Linked DNA regions of Oryctolagus cuniculus: all the other regions are linked to region 2. Evidence: chromatin contacts called from public Hi-C and Micro-C data. All regions are on one chromosome and are shown on one strand. The core of a region is the stretch at or near the end of the contact, and the rest is flanking DNA. Distances in the headings are between cores, read along the strand shown. Region 1 holds the start of RANBP10 (RAN binding protein 10). Region 2 holds the start of ENKD1 (enkurin domain containing 1). Region 3 holds the start of NRN1L (neuritin 1 like).

Evidence for each region. A called contact is a pair of places that touch in the nucleus more often than the background predicts.
Region 1: a Micro-C map of ear pinna shows a contact between it and region 2, with 6 times the contacts expected there. The contact joins the promoter of RANBP10 here to the promoter of ENKD1 in region 2. A contact is called at or near these places in 4 of 6 Hi-C or Micro-C datasets (ear pinna, psoas muscle, skin fibroblasts and 1 more).
Region 3: a contact with region 2 is called in a Hi-C map of an unstated tissue, with 4 times the contacts expected there. The contact joins the promoter of NRN1L here to the promoter of ENKD1 in region 2. A contact is called at or near these places in 2 of 6 Hi-C or Micro-C datasets (ear pinna and an unstated tissue).

The regions. Positions count from the first base shown.
Region 1 is chr18:51,058,228-51,061,771 of mOryCun1.1, reverse strand. It overlaps RANBP10 (RAN binding protein 10), which reads left to right and starts at 1,797. Exons shown (of 14, transcript XM_008257482.4): 1 at 1,797-2,287; 2 at 2,981-3,092. The coding sequence starts at 2,053. TSNAXIP1 (translin associated factor X interacting protein 1) reads right to left here and starts at 1,695. Exons shown (of 15, transcript XM_070062618.1): 1 at 1,389-1,695. The coding sequence starts at 1,520.
Region 2 is chr18:50,908,965-50,912,374 of mOryCun1.1, reverse strand. It overlaps ENKD1 (enkurin domain containing 1), which reads left to right and starts at 2,099. Exons shown (of 8, transcript XM_002711620.5): 1 at 2,099-2,199; 2 at 2,348-2,447; 3 at 2,539-2,706; 4 at 3,110-3,282. The coding sequence starts at 2,363. C18H16orf86 (chromosome 18 C16orf86 homolog) reads right to left here and starts at 2,125. Exons shown (of 4, transcript XM_070062629.1): 1 at 2,007-2,125; 2 at 1,767-1,896; 3 at 1,361-1,569; 4 at 1-996. The coding sequence starts at 1,862. The coding sequence ends at 300.
Region 3 is chr18:51,127,014-51,130,564 of mOryCun1.1, reverse strand. NRN1L (neuritin 1 like) reads right to left here and starts at 1,908. Exons shown (of 4, transcript XR_007919969.2): 1 at 1,581-1,908; 2 at 730-862; 3 at 215-592. It overlaps EDC4 (enhancer of mRNA decapping 4), which reads right to left. Exons shown (of 29, transcript XM_017342306.3): 27 at 3,320-3,539; 28 at 2,797-2,960; 29 at 2,058-2,672. The coding sequence ends at 2,414.

The DNA.
Region 1 (3,544 bases), core at 548-3,047, 150 kb before region 2:
ATGAGGAGAAAGGGAGAGAAGCCAATAGAGAGAAGTCTGTCCCTGGGAAAATATGCAATTCCAGGGTCTCTTGTAGAGGATCCCTCTGCTACGTTTCACGGTGCTGAGGTCTGGCCCATCCATCATCCTGGCTCTGCTCTCAGTGGAGCAGGTGGACACACTCACCCCGTATCTCTAAAGCAAACACTGAGCCTGGTCCAATGTATAAGAGATCACAAATACTTGAATGCGGAATATAGTGATGGAAGATGCTTGGGACTGCCACCCAATTTAGCCTCGTCAATTACATTGTGCATCCTTCTGAGGACGGATGGGGATTCTCTTTCTGAGTTTGCTCCCTATCTTTGTCACAGACGACTGCAGTTTCCCAAATCACGCCTGTGCTGTGGAACACCTCTCTCAAGTCTGCTGCTTGGTTCTTGCAGACTGATTTTCCTCTGGATAAAACAGGTAAATTGGCATTTCCTGTTTTAGGGGACTCTTGTGGGCTTTTCATGGGAGCAGACCCTGAAGGATGAGAATTCAGGTGAGGTCAGGATTTTTTGCATTGGCCATAATTAGAAGAGGCAAACTATATTATTTAAAATTTCCTGAATGCCTACTATGTGCAAGAGCAGTGGTGACAGCTTCCCATATTCTTGCTAAATGTTCCCAACAATGTATCATCCTCCTGTTTGAGATACAGAAACCAGTGCCTGTAACTTTAAGGGCCTTCTATCAGGTTCAGAAGCTAGGAAGGTATTTAGGTGAAATTTTTGTGTGAATCCATATAGGCGGCTTTCCTGATCAATGGGACTTGTGTCATATTTTACAGTGCCTGGAGGCGGCACCCCTGAATCTGGAGCTACTTGAAGAGGCTGTGAGATATGCCTAGGCTGCTTAGAGTCAGCCTAAATTCAACAAATATCTTTGTCATAAATCCAACTAACTCATGGGTGAAGAGATAGTTTGTCCCTGTAGCTAAGGGTTCCAGTTCAGAAGTCTGACGTAGCTGGGTTCACATCTTAACTCCACTACTTATCCGCACATGTAGGTAAAAGACATCATCTCTCCACACTGCTACTTTTTCATTTGTAAAGTGGTGATACTACTTCTTCATTGAGTCGTTGTGAGGGTTAAATGTGGTATACAACGCACTCGGCATATATAACACGCTCAGTGCAAGCTGGCAGTTACTACTACTGGCGAAATGCGTCCGCCCTTTTGCCAGCAGGTAACGTCCTCAGTGGGCTAAGTCAGCCGGGCTTTCTGCACCGCTGTGTCCGGGCCAGAGCCTCACACAGAAGGACACAGGCCAGCAGGAGGTTCAGAGGTCTGTTCCAGATGCCATTTCCTTCTCTGGAGGTACTCAAACCCTCCTCTCTGTCCTCAGCCCGCCCGGCGCCTACCTCGACACAGACGAGAAGCTGCAGCACCGCGACTGTGAGGAGTCCATTACCCGACTCGGGCAGGCAGGCAGGCGAGCGGGCAGCCAGCACCCGCCGCCTGGTTAGCTGTGGTAGTGTACAGCCCGTTGTCATGACGACCAGGCCCCAGCGGCCCCGCGGCGGGGGCGGGGCCAAGATTGTGCCACGCCTCTAGACCCTGCGCCCGCCCGCTGGGAGAAGGCCAGGTGGCAAAGATGGACTCGGACTGGGGAGCCGGGTGCCCCGAGAGCCGGTCCCTGCAGTGCGTTGGACCCCAACTACCAGAACTGAATCAGGGGCATGAACCGAGGCCTCGGGGGAAGGAGGGGCGCTGAGAGACCCGGTTCCGATTTGCTGGCGGGAACTGTAGTTTTTGATGCCCCAGCATCTCAGTAGGGCAGGCTCATGGCTGAGATGGTTTGTACCACAACTCCCATAGTTCTCTACCGGCCCGCCTCCGGAGAGCTGTGCATTGTGGGATTTGAAGTCCAAAGTGTGGCAAGGAGGGGCAGTGTCCAAAGAGAGGTGCCGGACTCGGACTCGGTTTCCCTGCGGCCCCGGCAGGCTGGCGGGCCATTGGCTGAGCGGGGCGGATCTAGTCCTGCTCCTCCCCGCCCCCAGTGACACAATAGCAGCTCCCTCCAAGATGGCGGCGGCGACGGCAGACCCGGGAGCTGGGAACCCGCAGCCTGGAGACTCCTCCGGTGGGGGCGCTGGGGGCGGGCTTCCGTCCCCGGGGGAGCAGGAGCTGAGCCGACGCTTGCAGCGTCTGTACCCCGCGGTCAACCAGCACGAGACGCCGCTGCCGCGCTCCTGGAGCCCCAAGGACAAGTACAACTACATCGGCCTCTCCCAAGGCAACCTCCGCGTCCACTACAAAGGTATCGTCCGTGTGACCACGGGGGGACCAGGCCAGAGCATCTGCGGTACGGCTGTGGCTGTGCTGCCTACACCTGCCCCATCACGGCCTTTTCCCTGCGTGGGTGCTCTGGGTTAGGCCTTAGCCCCTGTGGAATGTCCAGTGTGCTGGGGCTGACCAGGCCGAGGGTTGACTGCCGGCTCTGCTCTGCCCGAGACCCCCAGCGTCAAGAGAACTGCAACAGGTGTCCAAACCCAGTGCTGGCCTGGACCTTCCACTTCAGGGCCTCCTTGCTTGTCTTGGGCTGCCTCCCGCAGCGCCAGCTCGGTCCTTTATCAATGCTTAGTTTCTGGAGTGTGCTGGTCACATCTCCACCATTAGCCGGAGCCCCATGGGCTTGCCTGCCTGCCAGTCATCCAGGACTAGGCCAGGGGTTCTCTGCTAAAGTGGAGGAGGTGTTTTCCAGGTCTGCCCTCTTCTTCCCCTGGTCTCTCCGGTGGGCTGCCTGCATTCTAGAGACTGCTGGTAGCACTTGGCTGTCCCTCACGTGCACCCGTATTGCGTCTACCCTTGTTGGGGGGGAGGACAGCGGCTCAGGAGGAGGTGTGTGTGTTGACTCAGTTGTCTAGGTATTCCTTGGAGACTGTAAGAGTGTCCTCTGGCTTCCCATCTGCATTTCCTTCTCCTGAAATTTCTTCCTTGCCCTCTCCTATAGGTCATGGCAAAAATCACAAAGACGCAGCCTCGGTGCGCGCCACGCACCCCATCCCTGCAGCCTGTGGCATTTATTACTTTGAGGTGAAGATTGTCAGCAAAGGAAGAGATGGGTAAGCCCCTCGGTAGCACCCTCTTTCCCCAACACTGAAACTGTTCCAGGTGGTCAGAGTTCGAAGTTTCCTGGCTGACACCGTGACCCTGCGAGCTGCTGAGCCCATGGGTCTGGGCTTTCTGTGTTCCTTGACCATGGCTGGTCTGAGCATTAGGCCCTGAGAGCAAGTAGGGGTGTTAATGGTAAAGCAAGGGGCTTTTTTTTTTTTTTTTTTTTTTTTTTTTAGTGATGATGTCATTACATGCCTCACAGATCAGAAAAACAAGTAACAAGTACGGTTCAGCACCCGCAGTGGGGTTTTCCCACTGGTGTGTAGTGTGTGACTTCCCTCCGTTCACACTCCTTTTTATGGCATTGAGTCATGTAGAGGCCCTGGTAGGCTTCAGAGGAGTAGGAGAGTCTTTCCAGCTTCCATCAGAGTGGTGGTGGCCACCAGCCTGTCATCTCAGG
Region 2 (3,410 bases), core at 850-3,349:
TGATATGGCAAGCAGAAGAGAATCTTCACAATAACCTGTTGCTTATTCAGCTTCCAGCAAAATCTTGTGGGCATTGGGGTGGGGGGGCACTGGTGAAGTCATCCCTCTCCCTGCCTCTTTGGCCATTCAGGCATCATATTTGAGGACTCACAAAGTCTTGAGGAAAATGTTTATTTTCAATGAACTCAGGTTCCCAAGTAGGGAAGGGCCAGATTCCCCTCTCCACTTGAATGCGTGGGCCTGTCCTGATGGCTGTCCTGGCTCAGGCTTAGCAGGAGGGACCGAGCAGGACAGGACAGTCACTTGTACTGAGGAGAGAGTGGGGGCACAAGTGGAGCTGTGCAGACACTCAGCATCTTGTCGATGTCCACCTGGGCTGACTTGTCCACCTCGGCCTTGAGGCAGGCAGTCGCCGCCACGCTGGGTAAACCTGCAGGCTCCTCTCCAGCACCCTCTCCTATGGGAGCCGGAGCAGGGGTGGGGGCCAGTAGTGCATCGAGGCAGGGCATGGCAAGGCCGGAGCCCAGCTCACCTGCCATGGGCAGCAAGGCCTGCAGTTGCTCCACACCCGCCTCCTCAGGAACCAGAGCCAGCTCTGCCTCAGGCTGCAGCTCAGCCTTGGCCTCCTCGTCCCCCTCCCCTGCCTGGTTCAGCTCCGGGTTGCAGTAGTTGATGTACTGGTACAGTGGCCTCAGGCGCTGGGCCTTTCCTGCAAGGACCCAGGGCGGGGCAAGGGCTAGAGTGCCAGGCTCTGTGCCATGTTGGGCCAGCAGGCAGGGAGGGAAGAGGAGGCCCAGGGGCTGCCACTCACGCTCTGGTCCCAAGGCCTCTGAGGGGGCAGGCACTGTGCTGGCCATGGCGGCCAGCACAGGAGCCCCAAGACTCTTGCGTTTCTTTGCTTTCTTGTGCTGTTTCGGGGATGGTGAGGGCTCACTCTGGCTTCCCTCCGACTCCTCCCTCTGCAGCAGTAGCCCTGGTGACAGCTCAGCTTCAACCCTAGGATGGGCATGGAGACTAGAGCTGGGGAGGCTGGGGGACTGCAGCCAGGGACAAGGGGCCTGCCAAGCCAGCCCCCAGGCCCTAGGCCTAGGGAAGAGCCCTGCCTACCCACCACCCCAGGGCTGGTTACCTGTCCCTTTCCTGGTCAGTGAGGCCCCAGGCCCAACCGGGGCCCAGAGCTCATGTGAGCCAAGTCCTCATCTCCCGTGGTGCTCCCCACAGCAGGAAGCAGAAAGGGTTGAGGGCACTGGTAGTGGGAGGAGACAAGAATCTGCTCTACAGGAGAGCAGGACCTAGAACCCCACTAGGGTGTGAGCCCCACGCCTCAGCCCTGCGGCTCTCTCCCTGGAAGCCTCCTCACTTGACTGGCTTCCTCTTGGGCCCATGACCAGGCCTCATGGGGGAGGCCATAGGCCTGGGGCCTTTCTCCTCTGGTGCTTCCACCTGCGGCTTGAGCGCTCGTTCCTGGAGCTCTGGCTCTGAGGCATGTCCTCTTGGACACCTGTCTGCACCTGGGGTCCTGCAGGCCTCGTAGGCTGGCTCCAGGCACTGAGCTTCCATCACTGGGCACTAGAAGTGACACATAGGCAACTGGTCACCATGGTTAGGTAGAGTCTATAGCCATAAGTCAGCTGGTGCCCAGCATTAGCCACCAAACACGGGGTGGAGGGCACCAGCCCATGCCCAGCCCCAGCTTGGTCATCCGGAGTCCGGTCCCCCAGTGTGGCACGGCCAGGGTGTGAAGGCTTCACAGCCTTGGCCATCACCTCAGAGCGGCCACTGGGTGCCTTCACGAGCTGTGCCGGCCCCACGGCCACCCCTTCCTGGGCTCCTGGCGGCCTCTCCGCCCCTGCCGAGGCCATGGCTGCGCGGGGTCAACGCGTCCTCGCCGGTTACCTACGGAGAGAAGGGAGACGAGCCATGAGGGGCTGCACTGGTGGGCCCTGAGCTGACCACAGAGACTGGCTGGGAAGCGAGCTGCGAAGGGAAATTGGTGGTCGCCCCACCTGCCCTCGGCTGGAACTACAAGCCCCAGAAGGCCTTGCGCCAGGGTCACTGCCCCTGACCTCAGGGACGGAAGCCATTCGTTGCCTGGCAACAGCAACTCCCTTCGCGGTGCTGCAGCTGGCGGCAAAACTGCTAGAGTGAGCCGGGCTCGGGGGTTACCGGGAAGAGGCCGCGAACCCCGAAGGGACGTGGGTTAGCGGCGGGGCGGGAGACGAAGGGGGCCGGGAATGGGGGGCACTGCCATGGTCTGGGTCTAGGTGGAGGGAGGAGGCGCAGGGCTGGGGAAGGGAGTCCCGGGCGGGAGGTGCACAGCCTGGCAGGCCTCGGTGCACCGTTGCAGGGCGTCGAGGACAGCATGTGCGAGGGCCCGTCCCGCATCTCGGGGCCCATCCCCCCAGACCCCACGCTCTGCCCAGACTACTACCGGCGGCCGGCCTCAGGTGAGTCGGGGGTGCTGCGGAGGGGGCAAGGCCCGGGATCGCCTGCCGCTCCACCGCTGAGCTCCGCACTCGGCCCTGTCCCGCCCCTCAGCCCAGGGCCGCCTCGAAGGAAACGCGCTGAAGCCGGACGCCACCCCACCCCGCGGGCCCCGCATCAGGCCCGGAGGCCGAGAGATCTTGGAGCGTGGCTGGCGAGGCGTAGGGGGCGTGCTGCTGCAGCTCGAGGGCATCTCCCTCAGTCCGCGGGTCTCGCCCAAGAGTAAGTCCGGCAGAAGGGGCAGTGAGGCAGTTGGAAATCAAAAGCGGCTGTCCCTTCCCTGACCTGGGCCCAGGCTTTGCCTCTCTTGAGCGTCAGTTTCCCGCGGGAGGGAACCTCATTAATTCATGCATCAAAACGTGTTTCCTGTGTGGCAGGCCTTGTGGGTGCCAGGAAAGCAGGGTCGTAGGCAAGGTGGGAGGCAGTAAGTGAAGACATGAGGCGATCCAGGGTATTTACTGAAAAAATACAGAAAATAACGAGGGGAGATTTACATGCAGGCAGGGGAGCGAGGGGAGGTCTGGTGTGTAGACAGCGTCTGGCAGACACAGAAACCGGGAGATCTTTCTGGAGAGGGCGGGCAGGGAGCTGGTCAGGGCAGAGCCTGGGAGCACCTTTCCCCCAGGGAAGGACCCTAAAGACCATGAGAAGGAGAACCTGAGGCGGATCAAGGAGATCCAGAGACGCTTCCGGGAGCAGGGCCACGGCCGGGAGCAGGGCCAGCCCCAGCCGCTGAAGGCTCTGTGGCGCTCACCCAAGTATGACAAGGTGGAGTCTCGAGTCAAGGCCCAGCTGCAGGTACCCGCCCCAAGGAGCCGAACCCTGGCCTGCACTGTGGGGAGGGAGGCACCTGATGCTGTCATGGCGTGGGGCTGGGGTCACTTCTCAGAAGTGGTCATGGCTATGCTGGTCATGAATGGCAAGTA
Region 3 (3,551 bases), core at 659-3,158, 220 kb before region 2:
TCTTGGGTCTCCACCAGAGCTCATGGGATTTGCATGCAATGGAAAGCTCTGCTCTGCAGCCAGGAAATAAGTCTTCATAAGGAGGAAGATTGAGTCCCTTGTGGCAGCCCTCGGTCCGCCCATCCCATGCTGGGGATCAGCCTCTGGGGGCCCCGCCCCAGCCAAGCGGGCCACAGCTGGGAGAAAGGAAGGAGCTTAGTGCAAATATAAATACCTTTAATGAAAGCCATGCGCACTCTGGAGAGCCAGGAGAGCGGCCACTGGTGCAGGGCTGCAGGCACAGGAGCTGCTACCTGACCAAACCAGCTAGGCCAGAGGCCCCAGGAGGCAAGCAAGCGCCAGAGCAGCGGCCAGCAGTGGGGGTGCTGGGGCTGGGACGGATATAGGCGCTGTCGCCCGCAGGGTCTCCTGATTGGTCTCCGAGCCTGCACCGTGCTCCCAGACACGCACTGGGGCACTGCACAGAGTGTGTAAGTTATCTGGGTGTGGGGCCCGGCGAGCTTCTTGCTGTAGTGACTCCCACACAGCAGCCGCCTCCTCTGGGCAGCCAGACAGGACTTGTGAGGCACAGGCATGGAAGTCATTCCAGGATCTGTTAATGGAATGGGATTAGGGGGATTAGGTGGCACAAGGAAGGTGCTGAATGAGAAGGAAGAGATTCAGACCCTGCGGGTGGTGTGGGTTGGATTGCTGCCACCCGCCTGCCTGCTTCCTCCCACCTTCCCGTACCTGCAAACAGTCTCCAGCTCGCCTCCTTGGCCCATGCCGTCTCCCAAGCGGATGAGACACTCAGCAAAGCCCTGGTATATGGTGTCACAGCGGTTTGGGCCCTCTGTGGCTGCTGCTAGGGGAGGTACGAGGACTGGGAGGTGGAGTGGAGAATGGTTGATAGGGTGAGCTAGGACTGAAATCCAACCCCCAGGGGCTTGTTTACCGGGAGCACGCTGGGGACGTGACTCAGCTTGAAAAGGGCACCCCGGGGGAACTCAGGGGCCTATCTGGGGATCATCTATCTTTGCCCCCTTCAAGATGGGACTAGAACTGGGATACATGGAAGGGGCAGGGGACACTGTCCCACTGAGTGATTCTTCCTCTGAGCTTCTGGAGCCCCAGATTTGGTGAGAATGCTCCAAATGAAGGAGTCAGAACAGGTGGAGAGGGGTGGAGTCCAGAGGCCTCTGCCTACAGGGGCTTTGCTTGGCCCTCCTGCCTTGCGCCCAAAGGTAGCTAATGTCTCAGCTGAAAGTGGGCAGGAGAGGGGCTGGGATCCATGTCAGATCCTCACAGAAGACCTCAAGGATCCTAAGGCTGGACTAAGAGTGCCACCAGACTATGGCTCCCTTTATCAAAAGATGGGTTGGGGGATCTCAAGGTCTCTTCCCAAAACTGGAGCTCAGTTGGTACCTCTTTCAATCGTGAAGCCAGTGGCACTCCCTTGAAACCCACACACTTCCATTCTACCCTGGCAATAAACCAGGAAAACTGTGCCCCCAGCTCCTATACATCCCCTTTACCCAGTCTGGCAGGGGCTCAGTGAGAGGGGTTGTAGCCCCGGCCAGGTCCAGGACACCCACACTCACCAAGTGGCAGCAACAGCAACAGCTTCAGGGCACGGTGTGGCCGCCGGCAGTGGCGGCAGCAGCACCAGCAGCAGCAGCAGCGTCGGCAGCAGCGCATCGTCCCTGGCTGGGAGCCTAGTGCTGGAGCTAGCAGCTCAGAGAGAAGCCGTCGGCCCAACCCCCGGAGGCAGGGAACGTGATTGGATGGAAGCAGAGGCGGGGCTCCTTAGCCAGCCAGAGGCTCCGCCTCCAGTACCCACAAAGGCAAAGCAACAAGGAAGGACCCCAGAGAGAAGTAGTGCTCATGGACACAGGTTGTTGTTGGACTTGCCCTTGGACCCTTACCCCAGAGGCAGAGATCTGAGAAGGCAGATGAGCAAATGAAGAAGGGTGCCCAGACCCCTGGGGTGGGCTGGTCTGGGCAGAGTTTTCCAGGGAAAGAGAGCCAGGGAACAGAGAGGGCAGTTATCGGAGTCACACCAAACACACACACACATATTCCATTTTATTCCAAAAGCATTTAATTGAATTTCTCAATGTTTTTCAAAAACAAAAAGATCCAAATCAGAGGTAAAAAGAACATGGAAAATTCAACTCAAATGGTGTCACAATCTCAGGGTCATGCTCCAGGTACGGCAGAACCCAAGAAGGCACAGTACCTGCCCTGGGCCCAGCCGAAACCTGATGGCTACCACAGTCTGTAGGCCACGGCCAGTTGTCCCTGCCCCCTCCACTCCGAAACATTGCAGAGTTGGGGGCCTCAGCAGGTAAATGGCAGACAATGACCCGCCTTGGCCTAAGCCTGTGTATCAGCCTTCAGTGCCAACCACCCCCGGACAAGGCGGGCTTAGCTGCTAAGGGAGGCTCGGGGTCACAAGGCCGTGCAGCATGAGGCTGAGACGCCGGGCCGCTTTGCCAAGTGAGTTGTGTGGCTCAACCTGCAGGAACTGGAAGAGCTTCTGGCGCACCTGGGCCATAACGGAGCCCATGTGGTCTCGAGTGATGGGATCACTGTGGTCCAGGTGCATCACAGCCTCTTCCAGGTAGCTGAGGATGAGGGGAAAGGACAGACTACAGGTGGGTGCCTGCAGATGGGAGCGCCCTCTGGTGGCACTGAAGCACAGAGGGAAACCAAGCCTCAGATGGGCTGGGGCAGAGGATGGGGGAGAAAATTAGGCTGGGAAACTGCTCCCTCCCTGCCCTCCAACCACAGCTTGTCTCCTAGTCTGTAACTCACCTGAGCTTGAGGTCAGTTCGAGTGCCAAGGTCTGATGCCAGCTGCTGGATGAGGGAAAGGAGCACGGGCTGGGAGAGTGGGCAGGGTGGTTGCCCAAAAACCTGGGCTGGGTCCACAGTTTCACACACATACAGCACCAGGTTCAGGTCAGCAGCTGTCAGAGCCTGGCGGAGAACAGGACAACAGCGTTTCTAGTTCCTATCAGGATGGAACACCTGTTTGTACTGTGTGGCTCAGGGGAGGATTACCACACCTTGAGGTGCTGAGTGATACAGAGTACTCTAGGGCTGTACTGTTATCCTAGACCAGGAAAGCTTTCCTGAGAAGGGCTGTTGTGAAAAAAGGTGGGCTGAGGTGGGGAGAAAGGGATCCAGACAAGGGAGATGGTCTGAAAGCCAAGAAAAGCCAAGAGTACTCCACTGGGGCAGAATGGCCCAGTGCCTGGTGGAAGGTATGAAAGGTATGTTGTATGGGCCTGCTTAGGATTCACCTGACCCCTACCCAGACCAAATAACTGTTGTACCTGCTGGAAGGCCTGATTGAGGTGGCCCTGCTGCAGCAGCTGCAGGATATGGGCTTGCTGGGCCTGGCAGTCGAGATGGGCAGAGGGGACAGGTGTGCCAGCAGCTGAGCGCATGGCCTGCATGATGCTGGAGGTGACAGCAGCCTGCTGCTCCTTGAGTGCCACGCTCACCTCACCTTTAACGATACGTTGTACCTGTGCTAAAATTGACTCCTGCAGGCTGCAAATGAAA